Linked DNA regions of Mus musculus: region 2 is linked to region 1. Evidence: chromatin contacts called from public Hi-C data. All regions are on one chromosome and are shown on one strand. Each heading gives the region's core, a stretch centred on a gene start, on an enhancer-like site or on the middle of the called end of the contact. The rest is flanking DNA. Distances are from core to core; before and after follow the strand shown. Region 1 overlaps Map2k3 (mitogen-activated protein kinase kinase 3). Region 2 overlaps Epn2 (epsin 2).

Evidence for each region. Hi-C and Micro-C count contacts between places; a contact is called where the count stands out from the background.
Region 2: a Hi-C map of liver shows a contact between it and region 1, with 3 times the contacts expected there. The contact joins two enhancer-like sites. A contact is called at or near these places in 1 of 39 promoter capture datasets (cranial neural crest), 1 of 484 Hi-C or Micro-C datasets (liver) and 2 of 115 datasets of contacts at active chromatin or transcription factors (embryonic stem cells and large pre-B cells).

Annotation. Positions count from the first base shown.
Region 1 is chr11:60,934,379-60,937,078 of GRCm38.p6, forward strand. All of the region lies in intron 1 of Map2k3 (mitogen-activated protein kinase kinase 3), which reads left to right. Among named protein-coding and RNA genes, the nearest start is that of Map2k3, 3.7 kb to the left of the region's middle. Within about 2 kb of position 1,448, at least 261 of the 459 cell types and tissues checked have an H3K27ac peak or open chromatin away from gene starts, as enhancers often do. A contact at or near this core is called in liver, where this site is marked.
Region 2 is chr11:61,539,557-61,542,256 of GRCm38.p6, forward strand. The region is part of intron 4 of Epn2 (epsin 2); the gene reads right to left. Among named protein-coding and RNA genes, the nearest start is that of B9d1, 36 kb to the left of the region's middle. Within about 2 kb of position 1,390, at least 17 of the 459 cell types and tissues checked have an H3K27ac peak or open chromatin away from gene starts, as enhancers often do. A contact at or near this core is called in liver, where this site is marked.

The DNA.
Region 1 (2,700 bases), core at 198-2,697:
GAGCGTGAGGTCTGCTGAAGCAGAGGACCACCTATCATGCACGCAGTCTTTACAGTGGATGCTTCCCTCAGTGTGACCCTGCAACTGGTGCAAAGTGGAGACCTTGGCGAGGCCATACCAATGTGGACCCTGACAGGAACTCTTTTTCACCTTTGCAGGAGACTTAAAAATTACACACACAACCAGGCAGTGGTGGTGCACGCCTTTAATCCCAGCACTTGGGAGGCAGCAGAGTCAGGCGGATTTCTGAGTTTGAGGTCAGCCTGGTCTACAGAGTGAGTTCTAGGACAGCCAGAGCTACACGGAGAAACCCTGTCTTGAAAAGCCAAAACCAAAAAAAAAAATATACACATGATATATATATATATATATATATATATATATATATATATATATATATGCATGCCACATGTAGTATACTAGTATACTTTGTGGGTATCAGTTCTTTCAGTTCAGTCTTGTGGATCAACCTTCCACCATGTGGGTTTCAGGCATGGACCTTAGATTATTAGACTTGATAGTAAGTACTCTTACCTGCTGGGCTATCTTGCTAGCCTGTTTGCAGAGGACTTTGAACACAGCGGGGAGTGGTAGCACCTGACCTTTGGTGGGGACTGCAACTTTATCTATGAACTTCCCACTGGACGGTTGGCAGCCTAGTTCTTTGTGCCCAAGCTTAGGAAGTTCTCTCCACATGTGTAAGGCATGTAGGTCCCACAACTTTGTTGACATCTCCTGTCTCCTTGCTCATTAGTGGGTCACTGCCTGCCATCTGAGGCCAAGGGCAGCTGGTACAGGGGCACATGTCAGGGTGGTCTGGGTTTGCATGTCTTGTTTGTCCTTGTGCATATTGTCAGGGATGGCCTTTGACACTCTGTTGGAGGTGTTGTCATTGGAGTTCATCAGTGGCTGGTGGCTCTGGCAGCCCAGTGAGACTAAGGAGCACTGAATGTCTTGTCCTGGTCCTGTCTGCTATGGTTATAAGCTTTCCTCCTGTCCCAGGAGTTGGAAAGACTAGAGGGTGGCACCTTGGGGACTTCCCCCCGTCCTGGTGTGACGCACAGGAAACTCTCTATCAGCCAGCCTGTGGCTCAGGGCCTGAAGGCAGTAAAGTTCCCAGTCAGCCTGTGTGGGGAGAGGCAGCCAGGCTTCCGGTGGGTGAGTCAGCAGACACTGGGTGCTGACTCACCACAGGCATGCCAGTCACTGCCTATAGCTTAAAGGGGCAATGCCAGGCAGGGGTTACATACCTGTAGGCTGCCCCTGGTCCTGGGCTGGACATCACAGGTGACGGTCTGCTTTGGACTTTTCAGTTGAGCTGGGATTCTGGGCAGATCCTCCTGTCCTGTCCAGGAACTTCCTCTGTTAGGTAAATGACTCTTGCTTCCTCTTGCTCACCACAGACGAGTAGATGGCAGCTGTTGTTGACGGTCCCTGGCCCAGGGAGCAAGGTCTAGTAAGAGCCAGGAGCAGTGGCCTTGCAGGGACAGCCAGCTTGAACTGCCTCGGTCAGATCCCTACTCTGCCCATTTTGCAATGTAACATTGAACACATTGTATCCAGTACATTCTTGATACTTTGATTAGGTTTTAGTCCAGTGAGTAGGGGACATCTTTCAGAGAAGAAGCCGGAGTGCTCCTCTCCCCCCCTTCCCAGGAAGTACAGGAGCCTTGCCTGTATGGATGCAGATGGCATTATCCAGCAGCATTGCAGCTATGTTATAATGGGCCTAGGATCCCAACCTGACTCTTACTTCCTCATCAGGGCAAATGGCATATCCTCTTTGACTCTCAGTCCGCTTCTGGGCAGTGGGAGGAAGTACCTCTCCCCTGCAGGGTGGTAGTAAAGATGGGAGATAGAGTTTCCCAAACAAACGGCATCTGTCATTATTTAATTGTTGGGACTCTGGCTGCTTCTCATTGGGAGGTGAATACATGGCTTCTGATGATGTATTCATAGGGTTTGTGACACGAGGCTTCTTTGGTCAGGAAGCCAGAGTTTGCCAAGCTCTAGGGCAACCTTCCTAATGCTACGACCCTTTACTATAGTTCCTTATGTTGTGGTGACCCCTGCCATACAATCATTTGCATTGTTATTTCATAACTGCAGTTTTGCTACTATTATGAGTTGTAGTGTAAATATTTGTGGTTTCCAATGGTCTTAGCCGACCCTTGTGAAAAGGTTGTTTGATCCCCAAAGGGATCTTGACCCACAGGTTGAGAACCCCGAGCTCTCGGCTCTTTTTCTCCTCTGCTTCCTAAGCCGTAAGCTACCATTGCTCCTGAACTGCCTGAGACAATCAGGAAGGGGAGTAGAGAACTGAGTTAGTCTGTCCTTTCTGTAGATCTGTCCCTGTCACTCAGCCTTGTTGACCAGTGGCCGCCTTGAAAGCATAGGTGAGGGAAGCTCAGGAGGTGCAAGGCCGGCCTCAGGGTACAACCTCCTGGGCTAGTTTCTCAGGTGGGAGAATTTCATCCATGTCAGACCTGGTGCTAGCCTGGGGAGTGAGGGAGGGAGTGAGTGGGCAGCAGGACTCAGGTGTGCATTCTCTCACACCTCCCCTTGGTTGTTTGTCCATGTTGCCCATATCTGTCAGGCCTGTGTGCCCAGCAGCCCCTATAGATTTTTCTTCCCCCATTGCAGGTAAAGAGCAGAGACAATGGCAGCTTGCCCTATCTCACTGGGGCACGTACTACAGGC
Region 2 (2,700 bases), core at 140-2,639, 610 kb after region 1:
GTCGGGTGTGGCCTAGGCTTTGAGATTTTTGGAGCCATTTAAAAATTCCTGGGCCGGGGCTCAATATGGCAGAGTGCTTACCTGGCATTAAGGAAACCCTCAGTGTGATCCCACACCATACAAACTGGGTGTGGGTGGCACATGCTGGTGACCCCAGCTCTTGAGAGGTAGAGGCAGGAGAATCAGAAGTTCACGGTCATCCTTGGCTATATACTGAGTTTGAGGCCAGCCTGGGCTACATGAGACACTACTTATAAAAGGGTAAGAGGTGGGAGTTAAACAAATTAAAACACTGCAGCAATTAAAAACACTGTCTGCTCTTTCAGGACTCAGGTTTGAACCCCAAAACCCACATGATGACTCACAACCATCTATAACTCCGGTCTGAGGGGATCGGATGTTTCTGACCTCTGCTGACACCGGGCACAAACGTGGTTCAGGTATATACACATATGCATAAAATATTTAAAACACACATTAAAAAATAAAAGCATTCTTATGCAGGCAGCTCTAATTCAATTCATTTAGTATGTCATGCCCAAGCCCCAAAATAGTAGTACTTACAGTTGGGAAGAGAGGACTTGGTAGAAGTAAATAAGAGAGAACCTGAGACTTCAGAAGTGGATGTGACAGCTCAGGTTGGCAAATGCTTGGAAGCCTGGCCATGTGTGCCTGTCACTGCTTTCTATGAGATAGATCAGGTTCTAGGGACCACAAGCCCAGCATTGCTTGAGACTCAGGAGAAAAAGCTACTGAGACCCTTCTACAACTGCCCAGAGACCAAGATACCCTCATTACAGAAAAAGAAGAGCACTGTGTACTTCTATTTGAGGCCCAGAAGTAGTACATGAGAGCTCTGGAATTTAAGATATGACATGGTGCCCTGGTCTGCTTACAAATAATCCCTGAAGAATAAAAAATTATTTTGAAGAACTTTGAGAAGTGGATAAAATATTTATAACTTATTATTGAAACAAAAAGGAGTATTTTAAAATAAAAGTTTCTGCACAAGCAAGAAAGAGAAGACAAACCAAAAGCAGCATGAATCATACTGTTTCCTAACTCACCCTTTGTGAATTTGTGTTTTGTTTTTTGAGACAAGGTCTCATGTAGCACAAGTTGACCTCTAACTATGTGGCCAAGGGTGTCCTTTTAACCTTTGATCTTCCTGCCACTTACATGCCAATTAAAACCAAAAACAACTAAGGTCTAATTAGATTCATGAAGTAAGTGGATTTGACCTGTCTCCTTAACCACACTGACTTCATTCACCTGCTTTCACGCATGCACACACACGTGCTGCGCCCGGCCCGCCGCCTTACCCCCACCCCCCTCACTCCCGCTGTGGAGAAAACCCAATGACAATATTGACCTCAGAAGGACCTGGAATCTGTTCATCTGTTTGCATGTCTGCTGGGCAGCCAGGTTAAAGACAGACAATCTACAAGACTGCAGGGTTACAGAGCTGCATGGTGACAGCCATAGGCAGCTACAGGATGTGGTTCCACAGTGGTCCAGTGTCTCAGGGCAGCTGTTCCCTAGGCCTGCCCTCCTCTCCTACCTGCACTGTCACAGTAAAAAACACCGGGTTCTCTTGTACCTCCTTTGGATCCTGAGAAAAACCAGAGAAACTGCCCAATTTGGGGGTCTTTCTTCTATTACCTAGTTATTCCTGTGGCATTGCATGTGTTTTGTAAGCCCACTCAAATCCTCTGTGAAGCGAGCCCAGCAAAGACATGAAATGGTCATAATCTCCAGTAATCTCCTGGTAAGCCTGTCAGGATATAGGAGAGCAGTAATAGTCTCTGTACAGATTGTTGAAGCTCAAGGATCCCCAACATTTTCCTAGGGACTTCCTAGAATCACACCTGAGTGCTAAAGGCTTCATCTAGATAGAAGGGGTTACCAGGTCATTCTGAGAAGATGAGGTGAGTGCACCAACCTAGAACAAACTACCAGCGCTGCCATGGTTCCTACACTACAATGTACTCTGAGGCACTAGAGCACACTGGAGGCAGCAAACTCTTCTGCTTTCCCCTCCTCCTCATCCTGCTTCCTTACTTTTAAAGAACAGTAACTCTCCCCACAATACCAGACACCAAGGAACTGCTTCCTGGCTTTTATCAGGATATAGCAGCAGCTCTGGCTCCAGAGGCAGATTCAGGAGAACAGCAAAGTAACCCATGACATTGGTGGGCTGTGCACCATAGCAGGCAGGACAAACAGGAGGGAGGAGGGAGGAACACTGGCTGTACCTGAGCTGACACTGTCCAATTAGACTATAGCAGTCTTCTTCCCCAGGCCTTGTTTTTGAATAAAGAAGGATTCTCCCATCCCCCTCTGCCACATTTGGTGCAGACTCTCAACCCCTTACCAACAACTTGCTTGATCTCTTCACAACTGTAGCTTTGCTAGTCCCACAGTACTTGGTGGCTAGTGCCTCAAGTAGGCCCAACAGGTGGACTGCTCACATCTGTACTCTAATCCAAGATAGCTGTCATCTTTATGATCTGAAACAAACTCCAACCTTCTGAGCCTGAGAGACTCCCCTGATCTACACGGCTTCTGTGGACACAGCAGTCTCAAGCACCAACTGCATACTTGGACAGGTGGCCAACAGAGAGACACAGGGGCCCAGTCTTTCTGAGGAATAGCTTTTATGTGACTATGGGGAAGCTAACAGTGCAAAGCTGGAAGCAC